2 separate regions of the Gossypium hirsutum genome follow, and region 1 is linked to region 2. A link is a contact called in public Hi-C data. All regions are on one chromosome and are shown on one strand. The core of a region is the stretch at or near the end of the contact, and the rest is flanking DNA. Distances in the headings are between cores, read along the strand shown.

Region 1 (5,814 bases), core at 859-3,358, 300 kb before region 2:
ATCTGTCAAATATCACTTTTTTCGCTACAATATGGAAAATGAGTTTTGAAAAGTAAATAAGTTGGAAATCAACTAAAATTTCAAAAATAATCAACCTTTGCAAAGTATATATATTTAAATTAATTGTTTTATGTTTGAAACTCGTACATTTTTGTAAAACTAAGAGATTCACACAATTCTATATAGAAAGATAAGCAAATGGTTTTAAAAACGTGTTTTGAAATCTAATGGTTTTATTAGGCCATTTTGGTTGTCAATGTAATATTCAGAATTTAGTTATAACGTCTAGGCCGGGTTTAGAAGGTTATACAACCTGAAAGGGTATTTGGGTGCAAGCTAAAAGTTCTTTAAATAGAGAGGAAAAGTGAGTTTCAAGCATTGAAACTATATCTATCACAATAGGGGATCGTCCTTCGACTTACGTGTCCTTATACCTTTGAGCAAAATGGACTGGTTGAACGGAAGCATCGATAGATTGCTACTTTTGGACTCTCTATGCTTGCATATGCCTCCATGCCATTGGCATAATAGTATGAAACTTTCAGCAGTGTTATGTATATGATAAACAAGTTACCTTCCCTTCCTTTAGAAGTCATCTCTCCCTATGAAAAATTGTTTTAAATAAAACCGAACTATTCTTTTCTTCGAGTTTTTGGTTGTTTGTGTTTTCCTATTCTTCGGCCTTATCATGTTAATAAACCACAGTTTTGATCCACACCCTACACATTTCTTGGTCACTCACTAGTTCATGAAGGGAATAGGTATCATTATCATTCGAGTAAAATATACATCTCTTGTCATGTCACCTTTTATGAAAATATGTTTCCATTTCAAACCAACTCAATTACTTCAAATGTCTCTTGTCAGTTGGTGGGTAACTAGCTGAAGAACAAGGCGGCAATATTTCTAGTGATTTAATTTTTTAAGCACCTTTGATAACCCATAATAAAAAGAAAATGAAAGAAATTTTTCAATGAAAAAGTATAGAAAATGATAATTAGATACTGAGCCATTTATCATTTAATATAATATTTTTCAATTCTTTTAAATTTATCCTTTAAATATTTTACCTTTAAAATTTTAAAAATTACATTTGTCAAATAATCTAATTATATTGTCTACTTATTTTTAAAAAAATATCAAATATATTTTATAACCTAAATCTAACACTTATTTTTTAATTTATCAAACAATAATTTAATAAATGAATTTTAGAAGATTTATATATATATTTTTTATGAAACTTTATGCTAAATGTATTTCTTGCCAATTTTAGGAAGTTAGTGGATTTGACTAAAAAGGAAAAATGATATATCATGAAAAATTTATTTAACCTTCTCAAATTTAATAACAGCTATTAAAAAATGTGTAGAAATAGTAAAAATTTCTCTCTAATTTATAAATGGGAAGATAACGTATTCCAATATACTTGAATTTTCGTCTTCTTACATTGACAATAAATTTCATCCTAAATTGAACTAAGACTCAATCAACTTGAATAAAATATCTTTAACTTAATTTAACAAATTAACTCATATGTAAGTATAGTAAGTGGGTGATTTTTGCTCACTCAACTTGATATATCTCTAAATAAGTTGACGTTTATTTGATCCCAAATTAATTATTTATTTACTCCTTTCAAGTTGATTTGAAAAATTAAAGTTACATTTGATTTTGACTTGAATATATTTTTTTATATTTATATTAAAATAAAAATAACTTTTAATTTTAATGATAGCGTTAATTTTTTTAAGTATAAATATATTAGAGTAAATATTAATATAAAATTTATATCATAAATATTTATAATAATCGTTTTGGTGGAACGGATTTTCCCTAAATTCGACACCAACCTAACTCGACTAGTATTTAGAATAAGATCTGCCCCGCCTCCTAAAAGAAAAAAACTGATGAAATTCACTGTATCCAAGTATTGTTTTCTGCCAATTCGTATATATAGTGATCTCTTGGGCAGAAAGGTTTAGGTTTTGTTAATCATCCCATATAAGTAAATTATAATTAATGGGTACTCCATTCCTTGATACGTGTACTCTTCACGTTGACACTTGTCCTCTTTTATTCCTCATTTGTCTTCTCTCGATATCAGAAATAAGAAATCATATCAAAACTATTTCTCTGTTTCCACCTCCACCCAGTATTTTGACGTGGCAATATTCTAATGGTGATCAATGTACATAGTCAACCATCTCTGTTTTGACCAACCAAATGATTTTGCCACGTCATCACTCACAACTTCAACTGTCTCCCTCTGTTCAACACTCAAAGCGCCTACCCGCCTTATCCTCTTTGGTCTTTGCAGTTTTATTCCTTTCTCTCCTAAGTCATATAATTCGGATTCAATTTGGGGATTAGGGTTTGTGGAGTACTTCGTTTTTGGTTTTGTTCGCTCTTTAACTAGAAAAAAAAATAAAAATAAAACATCAATCAATTCCCAGCCATGGAAGGAGACTTACTAGATTGGGAGGTGCTCCACAACTCGGATTCTGACTCTAATTCTATCCTGGTTAACTCGCCGCAGTTGAGGAATCTTGAGGGAATCGAAGGTGATACTGGAGGGATGATAAGGTCTGATTACTTTTCTCTTGATAATCAGAGTATGTATGCGAAGGAAGGGGATGCAAGTGAAGAAGGCTCTATTGAGTCAGATAATCCGAGTTGGATTGATCCCAAGCCGGAGACTCAGTTTAGGAGGAATAATTCGGGTGATTTTTGGTCCGATTCGGGTAGTGATCGGTCAGATGATCGTAAATTAAGTGATTTCTCTGTGAAAAAAGACTTGGAGTCCGCTGAGAATGAGGTTTGTTTACAAGGGATTGGTAAACCGGAAGCTAGGGCTGACGGATTGGGTACATTTAAGCCTGATGGTGCCGAATTTACTGAATTGGATAGGATAAAGGAATTAGATTTTGGTGGGTTTGGCGATATTCAAGATCAGAATAAGGATTTGGGCGAGTTGTGGCCTGATGCTGGCGGAGATGGTTTGGTTTCAATGAAGTTTAAGGATGTTGAAAAAGAGGCTAGCATTGATTTTGGTGATTGTATGGAAAAGGGAGCGGAGATGGAGAATTCAGGCGAGCTTGATAATAGGAATAGCTCAACTTTGGATTTGGGAGTAGGACACGGTACTACGGCTGGTAATGAAGGTTCTACCATTGATGAAATGAAGTTAAGTGCGAAATCAGTTAATGAGGAGGAGAAGAAGAAGGTAGTATGGTGGAAAGTTCCTTTTGAGCTCTTGAGATACTGTGTTTTAAGGGTTAGCCCTGTTTGGTCCTTCTCTGTAGCGGCGGCTGTGATGGGTTTTGTTATATTGGGACGTAGACTGTATAAGATGAAGCGGAAGAGCAGTAACTTGCAGCTGAAGGTTACCATGGATGATAAGGTTAGTTGCTGCTTATTTTTTCTATTATTGTTGTCAATATTTGAAAATTGAATTATCACTTGTCTCAGATTTATTATGTAATCAGATCACGTAAGTTGTCGGTTGTCCCTGCTGCTGCATAATTTAGATCCATTTTTGCTCTAGGGTTCACGTTGAAATTGAATTTCATTCCCTTTTATACAAGACTATTTATGATCCTTTCCATTTTTGTTGCGTCATCTCTTCAAGCTTCTCAATGACTAGTTGAGATCCTTTGTTTGATTGATTTGTCTGAGTTTTTACTCTGCATCTTTACGAATTTCTTGCTCTGGAAATATTTGATTATTAGGAGCTTTCCTGAGTGAACCTCGTGTTTGATTGATCATTAGTTCCTTGTCAAATCTCTGAATTTTTTCCTCCTTTTTACCCGTGGCTCCACTTGGTTCGCTATAAGTAACTTCCTAAAAGAAATGTTCTTGGGGAGGACTGATTCTTCTTTTGTTTCCCTTTCCTCCTCCACTGTTCTGTTCCGTCTTTCACTAACAACACTTTTAACCAATACAAAGTACAAGGATAAGCTGAAGGGAAAACACATATATAATGGAAAAACCAAATCAAGATTCAAACATCAAACTTTCTCACCATTAAATTGGATTTAAGACTATTTAGCTGATAGCTGAATCATAGCCCACACATTATCATGGTGAAAGTACATGTAATTAATATATAAGGTACATTGGATAGTCAAGTACTTGTAGCAGATCAGGAAAATTTTGGTTCAGTCGATACAGTTGATGATTGGTCCACTGCAAGATTTGCCTGTAAAACCATACTTCCCAAATAAAATATTGGGACAGAGTTTGAGAAGAGACAGGGACCGAGGATGGCTAGTGTTAGTTGGTCCTCATGGCAAGGTTAACCTCTAAAAACAACTTTCCCATTAAAACTATCGGAGTTGCTTTCCTTTATTTATTTATTTATTTATTCTTTTACTTGGTAAAATATTTTAGTTCGACCAATATCTTTTTCTGCCATGTCTTATATTAGAAAACAGAAAATAACTTCCTGGATGTCACGTATGCTAATGGAATAGTGACACTATCTTACTAGTAACGTGCTCCTGTTATGTTGTGTTTTATTTTGGAAGGAATCATTTTTCTTTCACAAGAAATTTAGATTATAAGAAAGGAAATATGTTATTGATTCTCCATTGTCTTCTCATTCAATTTGCTACTTTCCCATCTAATCCAATTCAGCTAGAACAATACACCTTTTGCTTCTAATGATGTGGAGTATTATTGTGTTTGTATACTTTTATGTACGAAGGATTAAGTGATGGATATGTTTGAGGATATAGCACGAGCAACATATATTGTATTACTCCATTGGAAAAAAAGGATTTTCATGACTATTTAACTTAAAGTTTGCTTTTTCTTGTATAGCTAAAATTTTTGTTTGTTGATAAGTTGCAATTAGTTTCTGCAGGAGTCTTACTTTTTTGAAGAGTCTTTTTTTTTTTTTTACTTACATTGCATCAACAGCCAATATGACATTAATTAATAGAATGCGTGATCTCCCCCACAAGAAAAATATTGTGCCATAATTACCATGTGAACAGAGCAGACTCCCAAACGAAACACTTGATAAAAAATTTAAGTCTCAAATATTATACTTCTGAATTTCCAAGTCGCAATAGCAGACAAAGCCTGGAAGTAAATTCTAACATTTGAAATGATTAATGGAATCATGAATCCATAACTACAACCCCCCCCCCCCCCCCCCCCCGAAAATTAACAGACCAAACAAAGCCAAATGAAAGTTGAGATATATCCTTACAAACTATGTTGTAGTCATGAATGTCCACATTGCACTCACAAAAACATTGTCCTGGAAGCACACGAACATAGAGGTAAAGTATAAAAAATCAACCATTCCAACAACTTTTATCTGCACTCCAAGGAGTTAGAAAAGGTGAAGGTTTTCCTTCTTGGTTGTTTGGTCCATTTATATTCTTCAGAAATACCGACTTTTTACGACTGCTTCTCTCCTTTTCTTTTGTGGAAATGGAGGTGGTTGGATTGGTTGGTTAAATTCGAAACTTCATGCGCATAACAAGTAGAATTGGTAGGTTAAAATAACCGGTTTGTTAAAATATTTATGGTATTAAGTTTGAATGTAGCTAAAACTAATTTAAGTTTAAACTAGTATAAGATGTCCTTTATATATATCAAAAGACCGTTATAGTCGACTGCTGATAAACATCCAACATTTTGTTCTTTGCTTGAGTTGTATTTGCAGAAGGTGTCCCAGTTTATGACTCGTGCAGCTCGTCTGAATGAGGCTTTTTCAGTTGTAAGACGTGTCCCAATTATACGGCCTTCGCTTCCCACCGCTGGGGTGAATACATGGTCTGTGATGAGTATGAGATGAAG
Region 2 (6,353 bases), core at 25-2,524:
CATTTCCACCCTGCTCCACAATTGTCAAGAGAACCCATGTTTTACCAAATTGACAGTTTCATTTCATCAAGCACGCTGATTTTCACGCTAACCTGGTATTTAAAATTTTCAATTCATAAATACCACTTCTACTAATGGATGTTTAACAGTTGAAACTACTTTTATTTCATCAAGCTTATAGAAATACTTAATAAACTTAGAACTATGCATGACCATCATTAATTCCAGATGTTGGTTTAATAAATCAAATGTCAAGAAAAGAAAAGAGCATACTAATAGGACAAATAAGAAAGGAAATTCTAACTACTTCTTGCTATTTAGTTCCTCATAAAGTAGTTAAAACTAAATCGGAAATATGCAAAATCATAATTGATTAAAAAAAGGAAACAATGACTGAAAAAGCAGTACCAATTATGAAGTAAATATGCTTCTCGTATTAAAGTAAAATCATATAAATTTCTCACCCGAAAGATTGCAGTTCAATGTAGCACAAGCAATAACCAAAGAGTGAATAAATAAATTCTGATTCAGCATAAAAGAAGAACATATCCACACAGACTATATTAATCTAACCTTAAGAAGACTAAGATATTGCTCTATTAAGTGGAAAAGGATAGATTAAGTCCAAAGTAGACTTAAAAGGTACTAACCAACAGAAACACCGATGTCCGTATCCGCCACCTGATTCTTGCGGAGTTTCCTCTCCAGATGGGCAGCTATCCATATCGTCCCCAATGGACCTTTCTTCGCCAATATAAACTGTGAATAAAACATTTCTCGCCTAATACAAACCCTATTTCTTCATACAATGTAACCAAGCCCTATTATTTAAGCTTAAAATTAGATCTTTCAGTAAGAATTCAACAAACTGGCAAAGCTCACAAGAGAAGAGAAACCCTAAATTTCAAATTCCACAACAGAACCCTTGACTTTCCACTTCTAGCAGCGGAAATGAACAAATTAAGTTCAGAATATCCCTAAAAATCAATAGCAACAAGGAAACCTTTACAAATCTCAGTCCACCAAACAACCAGTGAAACCCTCCCAAAACTCCGTAAAGGGACCCATTTCCGCTTAATTACAGAACCGCCACTCAGGAGAAGTTCAAAATTTGTGAAGTTTCAGTTTGCAGAATCACCAGTTGAGTCGGATCGGACAGACGCAGATCAATTGGAGACTGGGAAAGAAAAACAGAAGGGAAAGCGCTAATTTTAGTAAATGCTTTTTTGTAATAAGAAATTAATTTCGAAATTCAACTTTGGTTTTGTGTTCGTCGTTGTATTAGTGCAGGTATGTTGGAAACGTGGCGCTCTTTCACTGGCTGGTTAATTTTGAATTTTATGACTTCTCCAGTACGTTTTGTCAAAGGCGTAGCCTATCCCTCCATTCTTTTTTGTTTGTGAACCAATCTCTTTCATTAGAAAGGTACAAAACGAGAAAAACGGGGGCCAAACTCATCCCATATCGGTTTAATTTGATTTATTCCCATTAGCTTATTTAATTTATGCGATTCATTAAGCATTAAATTTAACCTAAAACCCAATTACTCGTATTAAATCAACACAAACATAAAATAACTTTACTAATTATTAAATTATAAAAATAACTCAATCTAATTATTTATTTAAATCTAAATATAAAATTAAATCATTAATTATAAAATAACCAAATTACTTAATTTCAATAAATCACCGAAATTACCTTAAAAAAACCTAACCCAATTAATTACCCAAATATAAAATTAAATTACTAAATATGGCAAAATAAGGCTTATAGGCCAATCTTTTTTATTAAATTAGAGTTTTGGACCGGTTTTAATTTTAATTAGGGTTATAGGCCGATTTTTTAAAAAACGTGTCCAGTTACGGTCAAATCCCAATACCTTTTTGAACGTTGCCGCAAACGGTAAAAAAAATAAAACTCTGACAGTAACTTTTTTTACCCTATAAATACCCTTCAAATTTTATTTTTTTCATTCATATCCTTTTCTCAACTCTCTCAATTTTGTCAAATTCTCTCAAACCCTCTCAAGTCTCTCAACTCTCTCATTTTAAATAATTCTTTATATTTTTATATTAAAATATTATTTTTTAATTATCTCGTTTTTATTCTTTTAAACTGATTTCTTACGAATGGTCGCCTCATTAATTGGCTTCGACGACAAGCACATTTTCGCTGCCAATTAGTAATAGTAAGACCGAAACTTAAATTTCATTAATTTCAATAATGTTAAATTTAATTTTTTATTATAATTATATTTTTGTGTGTGTGTAAATAGGCAGATGATCGTGTTCTAGAGGGCTTCATCCATAATATAGGAAAGCATGCAATTCCTAAAATTCGTGGCCACCTGCAAGTAGCTAGATTCTTATATGCGTCTAACATGTCTGGGGGCTGCAAACTCAATTTGCAACTAATTAGTGCATTGGTGGAGAGATGGAGGCTTGAAACATACACTTTCCATCTTCCATGCGATGAGTGTACAATCACACTCGAAGACGTGGTGCTACAACTCAGTCTACTAATAGATGGTCCAGTCATCATGGGATCTGGGATCATTTTGGCCAAAGTGACCTTCTGTCGATCACTGTTGGGGAAGGTCCTGGACAAGTTCAAAGGTGGTCGAATATCGATGAACTAGTTGAAGGATAATTTCGACGAGCTTCCTGAAGACCCTAAAAACCGAATGGAGGAGGTGATATAACAATACACCCAAGCATACATCATAAGGTTAATCGGGGGTAATTTAATGCCTGAAAAATCTCAAAATTTGGTGTACATAAGGTGGCTACTATATCTAGTGGACTTTAATGATTGCAGGAAACTAAGTTGGGGATCTTTCGTATTGTCCACGTTATATCGAGAGATGTGTCGGGCCACAAACTCAAGGTCGGCATCAATCAATAGTTGTCTACTTCTGCTACAATCGTGGGCTTGGTGATGACTATCGTTTATACGTCCTAAGGTAACCAACCCATATATGTTCCTGTTGGTGACGAGGTAAACATTATTTATTAACAAATACGTAGTTTGTACAATATTTTTTATCATTATACGTTTCGACTAACATATTGCTTGTACAAGTGGAACCATAAGCCAAGCTACGTAGGACTGCTCGAGGTTCTAGAAGATATTAGGTTGTTGTTAGATCAAAGATCAGAAGCCGATGTTAGTTACCTATTCTTTTGAACCTATATTAATTACGTAATTATTCGCAAAAAAGGAAATTCATAAATAACCATATTTACAATTTTGCTTATCAGTTTGAATGGATGTCGTACGCCGACATCGATGTCATATCCTGCATCCCGTCGAAAGTGTTGCACAATCGACAAATGTGGGATGCGAAGGTATTGTTGGTAGTGTACGTAATAGTGGAAATGCACAAAATAAAGCGGGTGTTGTAGTAGTTCAGGTAAAGGCAACAAATTCTGCCGCCACCGCAAGACCTGAAGGATCTGCACAATATGGAAATATGAGAGAAGGACAACATTAACTAGTCAGTGTGGTACAAGGAGCACATTGAGGTGTGGGATCGTAGGATGCAATCCATACCCATTCACAAATATTTTTTCTCAGCAGACACGGTAATAGGTGATGATTACTTGGCATGGTTTAGAGTCGTCGGTAAGCCGTGTCTGTTATCACCAGAGGAGAGAAGTTGGCAAATTCAGGCGAAGAGGTCACGTCGACCGCCACAGTAAACTAGAAGGGGACAAGGTCACAAAATGGGTTTGCCATTCGCTCCGGTGGAAGATGCATCGTCTATGGCTTCGTAATATTAAAGTTGCTTCCCTTCAGGTATTCTCATTCAATTACCTAACCATGTGTATTATTCACAAGCACCACCACATTACAGACCACCGCCACACATGACCGACTGTTTTGTTTCCACATGTACATATTTACTACATCAATATCCTTCACATACTATACCCCTGCCAGATGTCGATGTCAAACCCCGTGTCAGGGCAATTGCCAACGTATCCCTGCAGCCGATGCAAGTGCCCATGAGCAGTTGATACCCTGTGCCTTTCCAACGTACTCGAGATTTGGGGCACCTTATAGTTTCACGCCTAAAGTGACCCAAACACCGTGTGCATCACTATTTTACGCCGGTGGCTTATTGTCGCAATCGGTGGATGAAGGTGTGACAGATACACGATGGCAAGCGAAGACGACGCAATGATCAACCATGGAGGAATATGATGATGATGTCGATCCCAAAGATACGATCACTCAGGACGCCACTAGACACAGGTGACGACACACTAGTCACAGGATACAGACACATATGTTTCATATCGGACATGAAATGAGGGAAGACGATGATGACACACTGGACTCCACACACTTTGAATGCGTTGTAGCCGATAGACGTCATTGATGTAAGGTGCATACTCAATTCGTATGTTCCCGCATACAGTAATTGCATGTGCTAAATGAAAACTAAAGTGCTTGGAAGCTCCCATAATCATAGGTCCCTTCCGTTAGGTTCACATGATACGATGTACTCAACATTTTCTAGTAGGGCCTAGCATGCTCGATGGCTAAAAAATCTAGGTTTCGACGTGAGTGACACACTACATACATCATGTTCGCTCTCACTGTACTTTTTCAAATCTCTTTCATCATGTTATCACAGAATGTACCGTCACCCTCTATTTGTCTAGCATGGATCAACTCCCTATCAGGAAACAAAGCAGCCAGTCAAAAGTATGTCTCTTTCACAATCGATGTTACTGGCAAATGACACGTCCCTTTCAGTGCCGAATTAGTGAACTCTACCAAGTTTGATGTCATGTACCCGTATCATAAACCCCCATCATATGACTACGTCCACTGTTTGAATGGTATATTTGAAACATAGGCCGCACCTTATGCATTAATGGTGCTCAAACTGTTCAACTTTTGATGGAAAACATGTTGGACGAGTTCATAACCTATTGATAAATAGGTACCAATTCGTACAATGATGTAACCTCGTAATTCAAAATTTGATTTGCAGTAAATATAGGGTTAGAACTACAAACCCATGTCAATTATTAGATCTCGCTCAGTCACTAAAGGATATTTTTGGTAGTAGTTGGATCCCACATGTTGAATGCAGTACCGATAATGAGTACGATCCCAGAAGGATCTATGACAATCAATCATATAGAGTATTCTAATTCCCCTGTTTGATATGAAACATATGTCAGGCTGTGGGCAAATGAGCCAGTGCAATTGGCTTAGAAAAAAATCCCAATCATCTGTCATTGTTCAGCAGTTATTATGAACGCTATAGGCAGAATCTTTTAATTACTGTCCTAAATAACAACAAGCAACAAATGCTACAGATACCTTTTGTATAGCCAAGTTCCATGAATTTGGGCCATAGGCTTACAATGCTAAAATGCCTCTCTACATTTCTTAAAGGTCCAAAAGAACTGGTAGAATACTCTTTTCCCAAGGACCATCTGCTTACCAGAATACCTTGGGCGCATTTCAAAATCAGTTACGAAACCTGGTACGTACCGATTCAATACTTAACACAATTGTCATAAATAGTTTTACGAAACCTCCCACCCGTGATGCAACTTTTCCATAACGTTCTATTTTGCAACCCATACTTTGTAGTACGTTGAGTGTACTGGTACTAGCTTTGTATGTTTGCAATCAACATCTTTATTTCAACCCAAGGACTGGCCTTTACTATCGGTAGAACAATGTCAATAATCATGTCTGAGTCTAGCCTCGAATGGTCCTGACTTGCACCTGTCGTATTACACATATGGGGACTGGTATACTTCTTTATCGTCCATAGCCTAAATTTCTTCCTCTACAACACCATGATTTTTCACTTACATCTCATGTCCTTCGTTGTGCACTTTCCTTTAAATTTTTCAGAGTGGGACTTCGTGACATAGTAGTTCATGTCATTCTTAATACTGTACCACTTCAGTGTAGTAAGAAAAACATATTTATTGGGGTATTCCATTCCAACTTCAAGAACTCGTGCATCATGAACCGTACTTGCATAACCAGATTTTCTGTGTGAAAGTCGAGAAAACTTTAAACCACCCTCAGTCGATAAGTTGATGTTCATCATGTGGGGTAGAGGTTCATATGCTTTAAGTCACAGAAATGGGTTTGGAGCATTGTCCAATGCTTCATATTCAGACTCGCAAGGTTCCGGCTCCTTTGTAACTAGAACTAGTTCAGAAAATAGTTCCACTTCTGAACCATCTGGACCGCGCTATCGGATTGGCTCAACTTCTAACTCCTCTCCCTCATTTGCGTTTATAGCTCTTTCTTCCTCACTTATATATCCTTCCTCATCCATGCCTTCATTGTCACCTTCGAGCATGGAG

Evidence for each region. Hi-C and Micro-C count contacts between places; a contact is called where the count stands out from the background.
Region 1: a Hi-C map of leaf shows a contact between it and region 2, with 2.3 times the contacts expected there. The contact joins the promoter of LOC107895064 here to the promoter of LOC107895058 in region 2. A contact is called at or near these places in 11 of 34 Hi-C or Micro-C datasets (anther, hypocotyl, leaf and 1 more).

Annotation. Positions count from the first base shown.
Region 1 is chrA13:81,636,593-81,642,406 of Gossypium_hirsutum_v2.1, reverse strand. It overlaps LOC107895064, which reads left to right and starts at 2,108. Exons shown (of 2, transcript XM_016820273.2): 1 at 2,108-3,403; 2 at 5,681-5,814. The coding sequence starts at 2,459. The coding sequence ends at 5,812.
Region 2 is chrA13:81,334,758-81,341,110 of Gossypium_hirsutum_v2.1, reverse strand. It overlaps LOC107895058 (sister chromatid cohesion 1 protein 4), which reads right to left and starts at 1,274. Exons shown (of 15, transcript XM_016820258.2): 1 at 651-1,274. The coding sequence starts at 774.